Regions from separate parts of the Danio rerio genome. Here region 2 is linked to region 1. The links are chromatin contacts, called in public Hi-C maps. All regions are on one chromosome and are shown on one strand. The core of a region is the stretch at or near the end of the contact, and the rest is flanking DNA. Distances in the headings are between cores, read along the strand shown.

What was found. Hi-C and Micro-C count contacts between places; a contact is called where the count stands out from the background.
Region 2: a contact with region 1 is called in a Hi-C map of an unstated tissue, with 2.9 times the contacts expected there. The contact joins the promoter of rps6ka3b here to the promoter of hgd in region 1. A contact is called at or near these places in 2 of 18 Hi-C or Micro-C datasets (hematopoietic stem cells and an unstated tissue).

Annotation. Positions count from the first base shown.
Region 1 is chr24:27,877,636-27,885,229 of GRCz12tu, forward strand. It overlaps hgd (homogentisate 1,2-dioxygenase), which reads left to right and starts at 2,454. Exons shown (of 13, transcript NM_152966.2): 1 at 2,454-2,575; 2 at 3,796-3,867; 3 at 3,955-4,043; 4 at 4,478-4,643; 5 at 4,729-4,820; 6 at 5,418-5,452; 7 at 5,542-5,621. The coding sequence starts at 2,561.
Region 2 is chr24:28,188,066-28,195,263 of GRCz12tu, forward strand. rps6ka3b (ribosomal protein S6 kinase, polypeptide 3b) reads right to left here and starts at 4,905. Exons shown (of 21, transcript NM_001083026.2): 1 at 4,636-4,905. The coding sequence starts at 4,698. pdha1b (pyruvate dehydrogenase E1 subunit alpha 1b) reads right to left here. Exons shown (of 11, transcript NM_001002399.1): 11 at 6,725-7,198. The coding sequence ends at 7,195.

The sequences.
Region 1 (7,594 bases), core at 1,204-3,703:
GGCACAGCTGCACGCTTCACTAGAGAACAGTTACTTCTGCCGCTCTGAGTTTATTTGCGCCTCACCATGAGAATTGCCATAATTTACCCCACCAACACATCACCTCCCCGAAAGATGAGAGAAAGGGAATAGTGTGTGGAATGAAAGAGGCAAATTGATTTGACGTGATATTGTTTTCTGTTTTTTATTACGCCTATTCATTTTCTCAGAATGAAATGCACAATTGGACCGGTGCCTGAGTTCAGTGTCATACTGTGGAACCTTTAGACACAAGCCTACATAATGGCTCGGCCTGCTGGCTATGTTTAAATTATGGAAACAACTACAGCATCTAAACGGCACTGGCCTACAAATTGCCTTTGTATCTTTTTAGGCAATCAGACTCCTCTGAGGTATAAAAATTAAGAACTTAGAGGACAAAAAGACTATTTTGGGGATCAAAGTATTTTTACTTTCATTTGGTATCATCTGATTGGATGATAACAGAAGTCATATGCATAAGCACGGTTCCTACATTTCATTTATGGACCAAAGGGGTTTTCTGAAGAAACAAAACAAGGTGTTATGCAGCCTATTTTTATTTTTTCTGAGAACAAAATACCCTCACCTGCCACTTTATTAGGTGCAGCTGTCCAACTGCTCGTTAATGCAAATTTTGTATTTAGCCAATCACATCGCTGCATCTCAATGCATTTCAGGCATATAGACATGGTCAAGACGATTGGCTGAAGTTCAAACAAACCATCAGAATGGGGAAGAAAGGTGATTTAAGTGACTTTGAACGTGGCATGGTTGTTGGTGCCAGACGGGCTGGTCTGAGAATTTCAGAAACTGCTGATCTACTGGGATTATCATGCACAACCATTTCTAGAGTTTACAGAGAATGGTCTGCAACATGTCGAACGTTGAGGCAGATGGGCTACAGCAGCAGAAGACCACACCGGATCCCACTCCTGTTAGCTAAGAACAGGAAACTGAGGCTACAGTTGGCACATGCTCACAATGGACAATAGAAGATTGGAAAAACATTGCCTGGTCTGATGAGTCTCGATTTCTGCTGCGACACTAAGATAGGAGGGTCAGAATTAAGCATCAACAACATGAAACCATAGATCCATCCTGTCTTGTATCAACAGTTCAGGCTGGTGGTGTAATGGTATGGGGGATATTTTTTTGCACACTTTGGGCCCATTAGTACCAATTCAGCATTATGTCAACTCCACAGTCTATCTGAGTATTGTTGCTGACAATGTCCATCCCTTTATGATCACAATGTACTCATCTTCTGATGGCTACTTCCAGCAGAATAATGTGCCATGTCATGAAGTGTGAATCATCTCAGACTGGTTTCTTGAACATGACAATGAGTTCACTGTACTCTAATGGCCTCCACAGTCACCATATCTCAATCCGATAGAGCACCTTTGGGATGTGGTGGAACAGGAGACTCGCATCATGGATGTGCAGCTGACAAATCTGCAGCAACTGCATGATGCTATCATGTCAATATGGACCAAAACCTCTGAGGAATATTTCCAGTACCTTGTTGAATCTATGCCACGAAGGATTAAGGCAGTTCTGAAGGCAAGAGGTAACAGTTACCTAGTAAGGTGTATCTTATTAAGTGGCAGGTTAGTTTAATTACTGTTATACATTTTCATTATTAATGTTTTATAAAGTTTTACATTACTAAAAAACCTTGTGACGTATTAGGAATCATACAATAGGAAACATTTAACAACGAATAAAAAAATAATCTATGTAAGGATCACAATGCAGCCCCAGAATACAAATAATTGTAAATGTGTAAATATTTGTAGTGTAATTTTTTATTTATTAAGTAAATGTCACATTTTATCACTTTTGTTTCATGTAATAAGGAAAATAAATTTGGTATTTAACATCCATAACATCCAAAAAAATAAATAAATAAATGTTTTCATTTACAAGTTACAATAGCCTTCATATGAATATAATAAATGACCAATGTCATGTTTAACCAAATGCACGGTTGTGACTGCTTGCTCATGCACTTCCTGGATACACAAGCCCCAAAAATAAATGTGTGCATGATTGTAGGCCATTTTGCACAGAGTAAATGAGATTGACATATTTTAATCCTTTGATTTGTGTATACGTATCGAATGATTATCAATAAGCTTGGAATTCGATTAAAACGGGGACTTGTCCTCCAAACAAAATTCAACAACACTGGTCTCCCTGATTGACATTGGCCTACGTGCATGTGGTGAAGTCCTGAGAAGTGGACTTTACGATCTTACCTCAACTGACATTTGCTGTAGTTGTGCCAGGGGTCATTCTTTGCACGAACTCTCACTCCTCCCCTCCAAAATGTTGCCCCAATCTCTGGTTGCGTCACGAGTCGCGTTTGAGTTAATTCAAACCATATTGAGAAAAACGTAAATACGACCCAAGTTCCTCCCCCGGTCTTGTGCAGAGAGTGGTTTCTGGGGAGTGAAGATCCTCTGGTACTTTGCGAAAAGTCGCAACTCATTTTGAATAGTTTAATTTTTACAAGTACATAATTCAATAACGCGCAATGGCTGGGCTGAAGGTAAGCGCACTTTGAACTATGTACTAGTGCTTGTCTAAAGTAAAAATGATCAACTAAATACGTAGTCTGTGTGACTATTACAATGCAGCCTGTTTTCATTTTTGCCTTTTTAAAATGCTGTCCTCGGATACTCTTTTTCAGACATTGTGTTTGTTCTCTTTATACAGACAGACTTCATAAAACAACCTAACAATGTTTTGGAATTATGCTGCACACTTCACCCGTGCATCCTTATTACAGAAATAGTGATTCGAATCTCTTTTGAGTCGGATCTTTGGAATGAATCAGAATCGTTTGACATAACTATTAGTAGCATTAGACAAGATTAAATAAAAGCATAACAAGGTTTTTAAGTAAGGTATTCCTTTACTCCATATGAAGCAACCTGCATTTTTCAGAAGTTTTTGAGATGACAGATGAATCCGATTTTACATGAATTCCATCGTGTTTACCAGAGAAAAAAACAAAAAGAAAATTGTGATAGATTTTTCATTTTTGGGTGAACTATCCTTTTAAATCAAATACCACAATCAATACAACTTTTTAAAAAGCAAATTATATACAATGTTGCAGGCACAACGCTCAATTTGTTCTATGAACTAATTTATTTGAGGATTATTCAAAAGAACCGACTCGTGGAGGTGAGTAGAACTCCGCATCGTTTCATGAGGAGGATCTGAGGGGCGTTTCAGTCTGACCAATCAGATAACTGGAATCTGCAGCTGCCCAGATGAGGTTAATCTCGGCTCCGCTGTAAATATGCAGGATACATATAAAACTTTTGCAAGTTTATGATCGCTTTTCCAAACCATTAGACTACTCGTTTTATAAAACAAAGTCCTAATCTGGCATAAGGAATTTAACATAATTATGGAGCACTCTTTTAGATGGTATTAGATAAACGCAAACAAATGGCCAAAATTTGTTGTCAGGTGTTTTTCAGCCGATTTTTTTCCTATGAACTATTATGAATTCTTTGTTACGTTTAACCCCTCGAGAGGATGTGTTTTCAATTAGCCCATGCAATGTTTGAGGTTTTATGAGCTGCTCTGGGCATTGCTTATGCAACATGACTAAGCATATCTGTGTTGTAGCTGAAGGTGGAGATGCTTGGATGGTGCTCCACAGCTTGTGTGTGTTGGTTTTCTTATCCTGTATGTTTTGAAAACAAAGTGAATTCACTCGTCCAGTAGTAACACTGTTGAATTACTGTGTTTTAGTACATGAGTGGCTTTGGCAATGAATTTTCCTCTGAAGACCCTCGCTGTCCAGGATCTCTACCTGAGGGACAGGTAGTGCCAAAACTTCACCTTCACCGTCTTCTTCCTGACCAATTAACAAGACAAACCAAATGCTCAGTTTACATTATTGTCTTTCAGAACAATCCCCAAGTGTGTCCATATGGCTTATATGCTGAGCAACTCTCTGGCTCTGCCTTCACTTGCCCACGCTCAAGCAATAAGAGAAGGTATATGTTTGTAATAGAGTGGTCAAACATTAAACTTTATTTTACTACGGGGACTGGTTAATGCTTGATTCTGATTGGCTGACGAATATTTTAAAGAGGTTATTTTCAGATAAATGTACAGATAAAGTAGTTTCAGTCAATTCTTGACCACATTACAGTTCCATATTATGATATTATTGTCCAAAAACTAAACAAAAGACTTTGATTGAGATGTGGAAGAAACTAGAAGTAAATACAGCATGTGTTTATGCACAAATTCTTGTCTAATGTCCTACAACAGCATCAAACACCACATTTTAACAGTGTCTTTAGCTGTGGTAACTTCAGTATAAGCAGAATAATGACTTCACCCTGTTGGATTATTAGAAGATAATGCACACCCATGAGGAAATTATTTCTCCCTTGTAAATACTGAAATGTGTTTGTGTTCATAGCTGGCTATACCGCATTCTGCCCTCTGTGCGCCACAAGCCTTTCACTCGGATGAGCTGTGGAGATCTGACCGAGAACTGGAATGAAGTAGAGCCTGATCCCAACCAGCTCAGATGGAAGCCATTTAACATCCCCAAATCTTCAGAGAAAAAAGTGGATTTCGTATCGGTAAAGATGTCATAAATATGTGGATCTTTTTACATTCATATTGAACTATTTCTCAGTCTCAGAGATGCGTATTTGATATTTTCAGGGTCTACATACAGTATGTGGAGCTGGAGATTCGAAATCCCGTAATGGAATCGCCATCCACATGTACTCCTGCAACACTTCCATGACTGACAAGTCGGTTTGAATCAGATTTAATTTACTAATCAATATATAATAAATTCTCAGTTGAATTTTTTTCTTCCCAGCAAATAATTTTGTGTTTAATAGATGTCTAATAGACATCTAAATGTAGACAGCTTAACTAAACTTGGGCTGTCAGTGAAAATCTATTAGACATCTAAGAATAGCCCAAAACTAGACTAGTCATCAAATAGACAGACACAGTAAGACAGACTTTATATGTGTAGTCATTCATTTCTGTTTATTTGATGACTAGTCTAGTTTTGGCCTATTTTTAGAAGTCTACTAGATTTTCCCAATAGTATCTGGATGCAGCCTTTATGATACAAGATGAGATTGCATCGCTCAGAGATGCAATGTCAGACACAATCAATAAAGCTAGTGACATCACTGTGAGGGGTAGGGTTAGGGGTGGAATTAGGTGAGCGCATTAAAAAGCATTGGATGCAGCCAGACCCCTCTCAGATTTTCACTGACAGCCCACATTTAGCCTTGTTTTAGCCAAGATGACTATGTTTAGACGTCTATTAGACATCTTTTAAAAATGATTGCTGGGTTGTGAGTTGGTACATGAATTTTTATTTTTTACAGATGTTTCCAAAATGCAGATGGTGATTTTCTCATTGGTAAAATAAATTTGTTTTTCTTTCATAATTAATATCTGAAACAGATCAATTTTCAATGTTTCTAATCAACGCTGCAATCTGTGTTTCAGTGCCTCAACAAGGCGAAATCCTGATTACTACAGAATTTGGAAAGATGATGGTGGAGCCCAATGAGATTTGTGTCATTCAGGTGTCACAATCTAATATCTATAAAAAAAGTTAACATACAATAAAAGGGTGGTGGCTCAGTGGTTAGCACTGTCACCTCACAGCCAGAAGATTGCTGGTTTGAGTCCCAGCTTGGCCAGTTGGCATTTCTTTAAGGAGTTTCTTTTTGCATCGGTTTCCTCCAAGTACTCCGGTTGCCCCCACAGTCCAAAGACATGCGCCATAGGTGAATTGGGTGAACTAAATATCCTGTAGTGTGTGTGTGTGTGTGTGTGTGTGTGTGTGTGTGTGTGTGTGTGTGTGAATATGAGAGTGTGTATGGGTGTTTTCCAGTATTCACTTGCAGCTGGAAAGGCTGCTTAAAGCATATGTTGGAATAGTTGACGGTTCATTCCGCTGTGGCAACTCCTGGTAAATCAGGGATTAAGCCGAATGAAAATGAATGAATAAAAGCTATAATTAAGAAATAACTGTTTAGTTGATTCAAATAGAGTCAAATAATATAACATTTTACATAACCATTTTCTATTTGAATAGATTCGTAATATCATAATAAAAATACAATAAAAGGGACAACACTCAATTTGTAAAACAATTGTATTATTTATTTGGACAAAATCGATAGATTTCATGGCCTATAGTCAGTATTGTTTTACATTTTTTATTCTTTATAAAGACACTGTTTTGATTGTAAATTTTGCATTCAATATATATATATATATATATATATATATATATATATATATATATATATATATATATATATTAGTAATGTTGCCATGAATAAAGCCAATGATCCTGATATGGTATTAAAACAAAAATAATAGAATATATGAACAAATAAATATATGTAATAAAATGGGTTTCCTGCGAGTACTCAAGTTTCCCCCTCAGTCCAAAGACATGCGCTGTAGGTGAATTGAATAAACTAAATTGGCCGTAGTGTATGAGTGTGTGTGATTGTAAGAGTGTATGGGTGTTTACCAGTACTGGGTTGCAGCTGGAAGGTCATCCGCTACATAAAACATATGCTGAAATAGTTGGTGGTTCATTCCATTGTGGCGACGTCTGAAATAGAGACTAAGCCGAAGGAAAATTAATAAATAAAAGCTGTAATAAAAAAAAAAACTTTGTATTTGATTTAAATAGAGTAAAATAGTATAACATTTTACACAACCATTTTCTATTTTAATAATGATTTTATGTGGGGAGGTTTAACCTTTAGTTTAACCTTTAATGGATAGAATAGTGCAGAGAATTGACAAGAAATTATTGGGGATGGAGAGAGGGGAAGAGTTGGCAAAGGACATCGAGTCAGGAATCGAACTCGGGTTTCCTGAGCACCATAGTGCTATATGTCAGCGCACTTAACCGCTAGGCCAGGGGTGGCTAACCCTGTTCCTGGAGAGCCACCTTCCTGTAGATTTCAGTTGCTACCCATGTCAAACACACCTGAACCAATTAATTAGGACCTGAACACCACATGATAATTACAGGCAGGTGTGTTTGATATGGGTTGCAACTGAAATCTGCAGGAAGGTGGCTCTCCAGGAACAGGGTTAGCAACCCCTGCACTAGGCTATTGGCGCCGACAACCATTTTCTATTTTAATATATTTGTGATATCATAGTAACTAATAATAGCAAGAATTAATTAACTGCAAGCATCTTTTAAGTGAGGTTTATTCATAAACTAATTTTGAGAGGATCACATGCTCATCATTGCTTGCGGCTGGTCCCGCATTATCCAATTTATGATTCACCAATCAGACAATTCCTAAGTCACTATAAATACCCTTAGTTCTATATAACAGTCATCTTTGTTTTGAACAATCCCTTCTTCCACCCCTACTCCACCTCCTTTCCTAGATGGGTGGCACGGTGGCCCAGTGGTTAGCACTGTTGCCTCAAGCCAAGAACATCAATGATCCTAGTCCTTACCAAGCCAGCCAACGTTTCTGTGCGGAGTGTACACGTTCTCCCTGTGCTCACATGG
Region 2 (7,198 bases), core at 3,655-6,154, 310 kb after region 1:
ATAACTGATTTATTTTATCTTTGCCATGATGACAGCAAATAATATTTGACTGGATATTTTTCAAGACACTTCTATACAGCTTAAAGTGACATTTAAAGGCTTAACTAGGTTAATTAGTTAACTAGGCAGGTTAGGGGAATTAGGCAAGTTATTGTATAATGATGGTTTGTTCTGTATACTTTTGAAAAAATATATAGCCTAAAGGGGCTAATAATACTGACCTTAAAATAGTTTTTAAAAAAATTAAAAACTGCTTTTATTCTAGCTGAAATAAAACAAATAAGACTTTCTCCATAAGAAAAAAATATTATCAGACATACTGTGAACATTTCCCTACTCTGTTAAACATCATTTGGGAAATATTTTAAAAATAAAAAAAATTTAAAAATCGAATAATTCGGAATTCAACTATATATCATGCATCCACAAACCAGTACTAAGATGGCAAACTTAGCCAAATATTCATAGAAATTTAACCTAGTACCTCTAAAGCAAGTAGTGCAGCTGTCAGTCAATCTGTTTGGAGTTCGTACATTTCTCATCACTTTGTTTCTTGAAAAATGAATCATCAGACGGTCATCGAACTGACTGTGGGCGGTCTGTAGGCCGTCCGTCTGAGGCTGAGACTACAATGAACATTACAATCTCTGTGCGGATCAGTTTCTAAGCGATACAAAGCCTTGATTACTACAGCAGACGTTCACTCATGCCAATATGAGCGTCTGCTCCTCTGCACCAAATGACAGTGGTGGAACGTCTTGTTAAACCGGGCCTGCATGCTGTCATTGACTGTTTAGGGTTAATTAGTCAGGGTGGCGACTCAGACCGCCCAATCTGTCATTGCGAGGGAGCGAAACTGAAGGATGGCCTGTGATCATCTGCTAGCTGGAAGGGAACACTTTGTTATCTGCCTCTCTGTTCTGCTATTCTCCTTTACAATATGTTCCTGGCAGCTTTACGGCAGGCTTTTATTACTTGCGGATCAATGGGGCTGTAGCTGTAACTTCTGGAAAAATAGTGAGAGTAGAGTGGAGTGAAGTGAACAGGAGTTTTTCGAAACATACTGGATTAACCTGTGATCATTTGCATGCACGTCACATCCTTTGGAAATCAGCATGCGAAATGTTACAATAAGGGGCATTGAATTTTTAGGAAAACCGCAGAGAGGACAAATGTCTTATGGCTGCAGTACATAAAGGTAAAAAGAGATAGTTAATGAAAATATACTCACTATTTTCTCGCCATCAAGTAGTTCCAAACCTTTATAAGTTTCTTTATTTTGTTGAAAACAAATGAAGATGTTTTGAAGAATGCTGAAAACATGTAACCATTGACTTCCATAGTAAAGACAAGTCAATAGTTACAGGTTTCCACTAACTCACAAGGTGATTTATCAGGGGGTCGCCACAATGGAATGAACCACTAATTCCTTGGGCGTATTTTTCATCCCTGCCAGACAAAACCCAGGTCTGGGAAACACCCATACACTCTCTCATTCACAGACACGACAGCCAATTTCGTTTTTAAAGGTTTCCAGCTTTTTCCAACAGAAGACAGAAAGACAAAAAGATTTGGAGCAAGTAAAATGTAAGCAAACAGGCCCTAAACCAAGGTGGGGTTCGGGTGGTTTGAATAACCAACCCCCTGTCAAAAAAGCCCAGGATTAAGCCCCTATTTGAACTCATTTGTCTTCTTTTGACAGTATGCCATCATAATTTGTGAAAATAACCAATAGAAGATGGCTTTAAGACAAATTGAATTATTATTATTTAAATGGACAAATCCATTTAAATGAGTTGGCCAGTGTGTTATTTGCCTATAGGCTACAGTTTTTGATTTAACACAAGTTTCAACAGATGCCTAATTATTTTTTGTTAGTTTTTTAATGATAGATTATAATAAATGATTTTTTTAATTGTTAAAATTTATTTTTTTATATTTCTAAAATGTTATTCTCATATCATTTATAAAATGATAATAACTTACAGTTTAAATGCACATTTGTTTATAAACATAATTTTTTGTAAACATAAAAAAGTATGGTAAACATTTTGACAAAAATGTAGGAAATATTATTGTTACATCGAAAAATGTAGTAATTTAAACCATCAGACGCTAATAGCCGAGTGGTTAAGTGCGGCGACATATACAGTATAGGGCCATGCTGCTCATGGCTACCCCAGCCAGATCTTATGAGAAAACTTAAGTATTTTACATTTTGTCAGTTTAATAGCTAATTCATACAAATTCGTATGAGTTCAGTCGTATAAAAATGTATGATTTTAAAAAGGAGGTGTGGCACCCAACCCCACCCCTAAACCAATAGTCATTGGGTGATGATGAGCAAATCATACTAAATTGTACGAATTAGACCGTACAAGTTCAAACGAATCGGCCACTAAATCAAAATGTTACGAATTGCAGTGAGATTGCGTTGGCTACCCAATTTCGATTCCTGACAGGAGGACCTGTGCCCATCCTTCCCCTCTTTCTGCTCCCAATGCTTTCCTGTATGTCCTCCACTATATCCACTGTTTTAAAAGTTGAAATTACCTTTAAAAAAACTATTCGACAAGCAAATCCAGCAAAAAAATTGGTGCTTAAGATGTCACTAAAAAGCAGTATTTAAACCTCATAATTCAATAGAAAATGAGGCGAATAACAGCAAAAAGGTCCACTTTTGGAGAAAAAAGAACCAGAACTTTTAATAGGCTGGCTACGGGCCTGGTAAATGAATTTTCAGTTTTGGGTGAACTATCCATTTAAACCTTTGTTATAGGTAAATAAATTTGAATTCAGACAAAATAAAAAAATAAATAAATAAATAAATAAAAAAAGACTCTGATTTTAATTCTGTCCCAGATTTTAACATTGATTACTTAATAAGTAGTAAGTAAGTAAGTAAGTAATGTGTATTCATATAGCGCATTTATCATGTATGGCCATACTGTATGGCCTGCTTAGCTACAGTGTGTAACCAGTCTTGAGCTGCAGGGTGATATGGCTGTGTATTTAGCATAGGAAATATTTCTCTGTACTGTCCTGTTCCTAATTAGTATTGGTTTGTTATAATTGTATTCACTTTTTACAATTAACCGATTCAAATATATGACATGAACAGACATTAAGAGTTTCTGTTTATTTTTTTAAGGAAAAACAGTTCTTAAGAACTTCGTCATAGCACAATGCACATCGAGATAAGGAGATTTTTAGCAGTACATTGTCATTGACCATCATCTCCTTTTGTGCTCAACCAAGCACCAAAAAAGTCAAACAGGTTTGGAAACACATGAGGGTGACTAATGATGGTAGATTTTTATTTTATTTTCACATTCTGAATTATATAACAGTTCACTTTGGAACTCTTCTGAATGATCCTGTATCCAAAGACATTAACTTTAGCGAAAAATAAAACATTTGGTTGACAAAATATTTGGTTGACATAACATTACTTCATCATTCAGCATAACAGTTGTTTTAAGTTCAAATGAAACATTCTGACCTGATACATAGAAGTGATTAAATAAATTTAGATCCATTTTGATTTTAAATCACTAAACACTTCTTGAGTAAAACCTATAGCTTTATAGGATAGTGGCAAAATAGCTCAGCATTTACAAGTCAATCATTTAAATTAATATTTTTGATAGAAAGCCATACATTATTATATTTGTGCATATACATTAGATTAGTCGTTACATTAGAAGCCAAATCTGGAGCTTATCTAACAAAATAACTTACGATAACAGTCCAAAAACTAGTACACCCAAATTTATGTTATAGAAAAATATTAAATACAAATGCAAAAATAAATAGTTTTTTTTTAATTTGGTTGACATTTTGTAGGTTGTAATTTCTTTTTTCTTTTTTGCAATAATTTGTTTGCTTTAATTGTGCTTTATTTCAATTTCTAAACATGTTTGATGACTAAAATATTATTTTGATAAATATATCCGTTTAATAAATCTGATTTGTTTAAATGCACCAAAATTTATTGGAAATGGATACAAATATCCCATTTTTAAAATGGGCTGTACTTAAGTATGCTGAGCACTGTATTTATTTAAAATGACTTGTCATCAGATTTTCTTGCCATCTACTATAAACTATTGTTACACAATTACTTTTTAAAGGGTTTCTGTATGACAATTTATGGCAGTTTCTTCCTTCTTTAGTTCAAAAAAATATTTTAAAGTTCAGTGTTAACTAAATTTACATTTCTCGGTGACAAAGCAAAGATTCATTCTAAAGATGAACAGATTCATCACCACCAAACTGTCATCATCAGCACGAATCAGATTGAGATCCACGAACATTACGTTGTAGTCTCATTCATCAAAACTTTAAAGTCCATTAACAAAACATATCATACAATATGAATTCGCATGCTACTTCCAAAGTAACTACAAGTCAAAAAATGTGAAAGGCCTTTGACATGCGGATCGTTTTAAAAGCATTTACGCGCACGGGTCACACGCTATAACCGCTAATCCCCAACATCGGATATACAGATAGAGATCTGGAACAGGTTGTACACAAACGCCACACAGAAACGAAACGGCGTCAAAAACAGAAGTGCTGCTTATATTATGAACATGTCAGCGATTTAAACCTGTGAATGCAGCGGAGACTCACCTCGCTCGCCGCACTCCCGATTGCCATCTTTCTCCAAGGGTCAACTAGTTGTGCCAGGGGCATCTTCACTTTTTGCAAGGCTCCTTTTTTAAATAAATCAGACTCAAAAGGGAAATTCTGAGGCACTTTGAAGAAATTACGTCTGGTTGTTTCCGCGCTTTTGACACTGAGTGAAGAAAGCTGGGTATCCGTTGCGCATCCAAAAGCGCCGCCACCTTTTCCTCCGCTCACCTCTGCCAGTCAGTGCAGCGTTTCCATAGGAATAAAATGACCGTGCCCCTGATCTCGTGCCAGTCGCCCTCTCTCTCTCGCTCTCTCCCCTCTGACAGAAAAAACACACGTTCACGCGCTCTACTCACTTCCGCTTCTTCCAGTGTGACGAATCGGATTGGCTATTGCGCTTGTCACTTATTGACAGAAGGGCGGGGCTGAAGCTGTGGCGCTCAAATAGACGGACAGGTGAGAGCGCAATGCATCCTTTACCTCCTCCACCTGTGTTTGAGACTAAATGTACGTATTTAAATAATAATCACGTTTATTTACTATAATCTCTTTTCTGTATATTTGTAATACGGATAACTTTTTTAAGAAAACTGTAGCCTACCATATTTATTCATTAATATGTTGTATTTTGAGAGGATTTTATGACCACTAGATGATATAGGCCTATATCTCGTAATTATATACCATTTCAGTGTGGTCATGTCATTGGCCCATGAACATTTCCTTCTTGTTAGAACTATTTTATAACTGTAACAAGAGGCATTTCAATAACTTAATGTTAAAACAGCTATCATAGCATTATTTATCAATATGTGGCTTATTTTGGATTCTCAGAAGCTATAGAAAATAAAAATGTAAAGCAGGAAATATGTTGGGACCATTGTTTTTGTTTACATCCCTCTGCACAAATAGAGTTGTTCTAAGTAGAGTTTACTCCACTGCATATCAACCTATGTTTTTGGGGGTAACGTTCATTCATTTATTTACTTTTCTGCTTAGTCCCTTTACTAATCATGGGTCGCCACAGTAGAATGAACCGCCGACTTATCCAGCATATGTTTTACACAGCGGATGCCCTTCAAGCCACAACCTAACACCGGGAAACACCCATACACTCTAGCATTCACTCGAACCAGTGACCTTCTTGCTGTGAGGCGATTGTGCTACCCACTGCACCACCGTGACGTCCCTTGTGGTAACATATTTAGCCTATATAAAAATAAATTCTTACACAGTATTATACTTTATCTGAAACTAGTAGTAAATCTGGTCAGCAATAGCACTATTTTACATATTCAGACTTTAATTTTGGACACAAAATATTAACTTCTTGTCCATATGCAAACATAAATGAAAAATAATTAATAGTTATTTTTAATGTTAATTTCACTGCATTTTTTCCATGTACACCGAAACCAACAATGGGCACACTTAAATATTAGGCTACGTGTAGTAAATGTTGTTAGTCAGTGTCTAGACTGATGCATCATAACCCATCATCACTTTTGGGTAACATCATATGACACACATGCACTGGAAAGTACGCAAGAATTTAGGCTGCCTCCAATGAATTGGCATTTATTTTACAGCTGTGATTTGAACATTTTTAAGCAGGTGAAGAGAGGGCGACATCTGCTGGTAAGTCTGATCAATTCTTCAGTTTAAATCAGTAAATTAGGATTTACAGTAGCAAACCAAATTAACAATGGCACAGACAGCCAATTTCAAATTACAGTTCTACATTTTAACCTTAATTAAATCATTTTAGTTCCCATTACATGTTTTTTTAAACTCTGATTTGGACTCAAAAGTCAAACTTTGCTGAATAATTATTATAGCTATATTATGTTTTGTAAATGGTATTTCTGAGCATTCAAAATATCCGGTTTATTTTAACCAAATTTTTCTTGCATATATACTGTTATATATGTTAAGGAACCATTACATTTTGCATGTTTCCAAACATTAGGGATAAAGTACTGTTCCCTTAATGTTCAATAGCAAAAAGAAACAACATTATTTATTTGGTAACATTTTGAGAACATTATTAATATAAACATAAAGTCAACAAAAAAAAGACTCTTAATTGAAGTTCAATTACTGTAATGTTTATTCATAACATTGAGAGAACATTCTGTAAATGTTCCTGTAAGCATAGGTTCTAATGACGGTATTGTTACAAACAGCAATTCATTTAATGTAGAACTAAATATAGTCCAATGAATTCAGTATCCAAAACTTCATATTGAGCATCATATTGCAATATGATGATAAAAAATAACTGTTTATAAATCATTGCTAAGAATTCCATTTAGAGACAAGGACTGAGCTCATTAAAATCTATTTTCAAAATAATCTATTTTTCTAATATTGGAATTAAACATTGATCATTCAACACTATGTGCTTCCAAATATATAAATATAACAGTCTGCAAAGCTAAAAGTACCGGCTGTAAAGGAATGTAATTACGTTTTTATGGATATCAAAATTATCCATCTGTTTGTGCATATAGGATTATGAGAGGAATGAATAGCTGTATCATTAGCATTAATTCTTCAA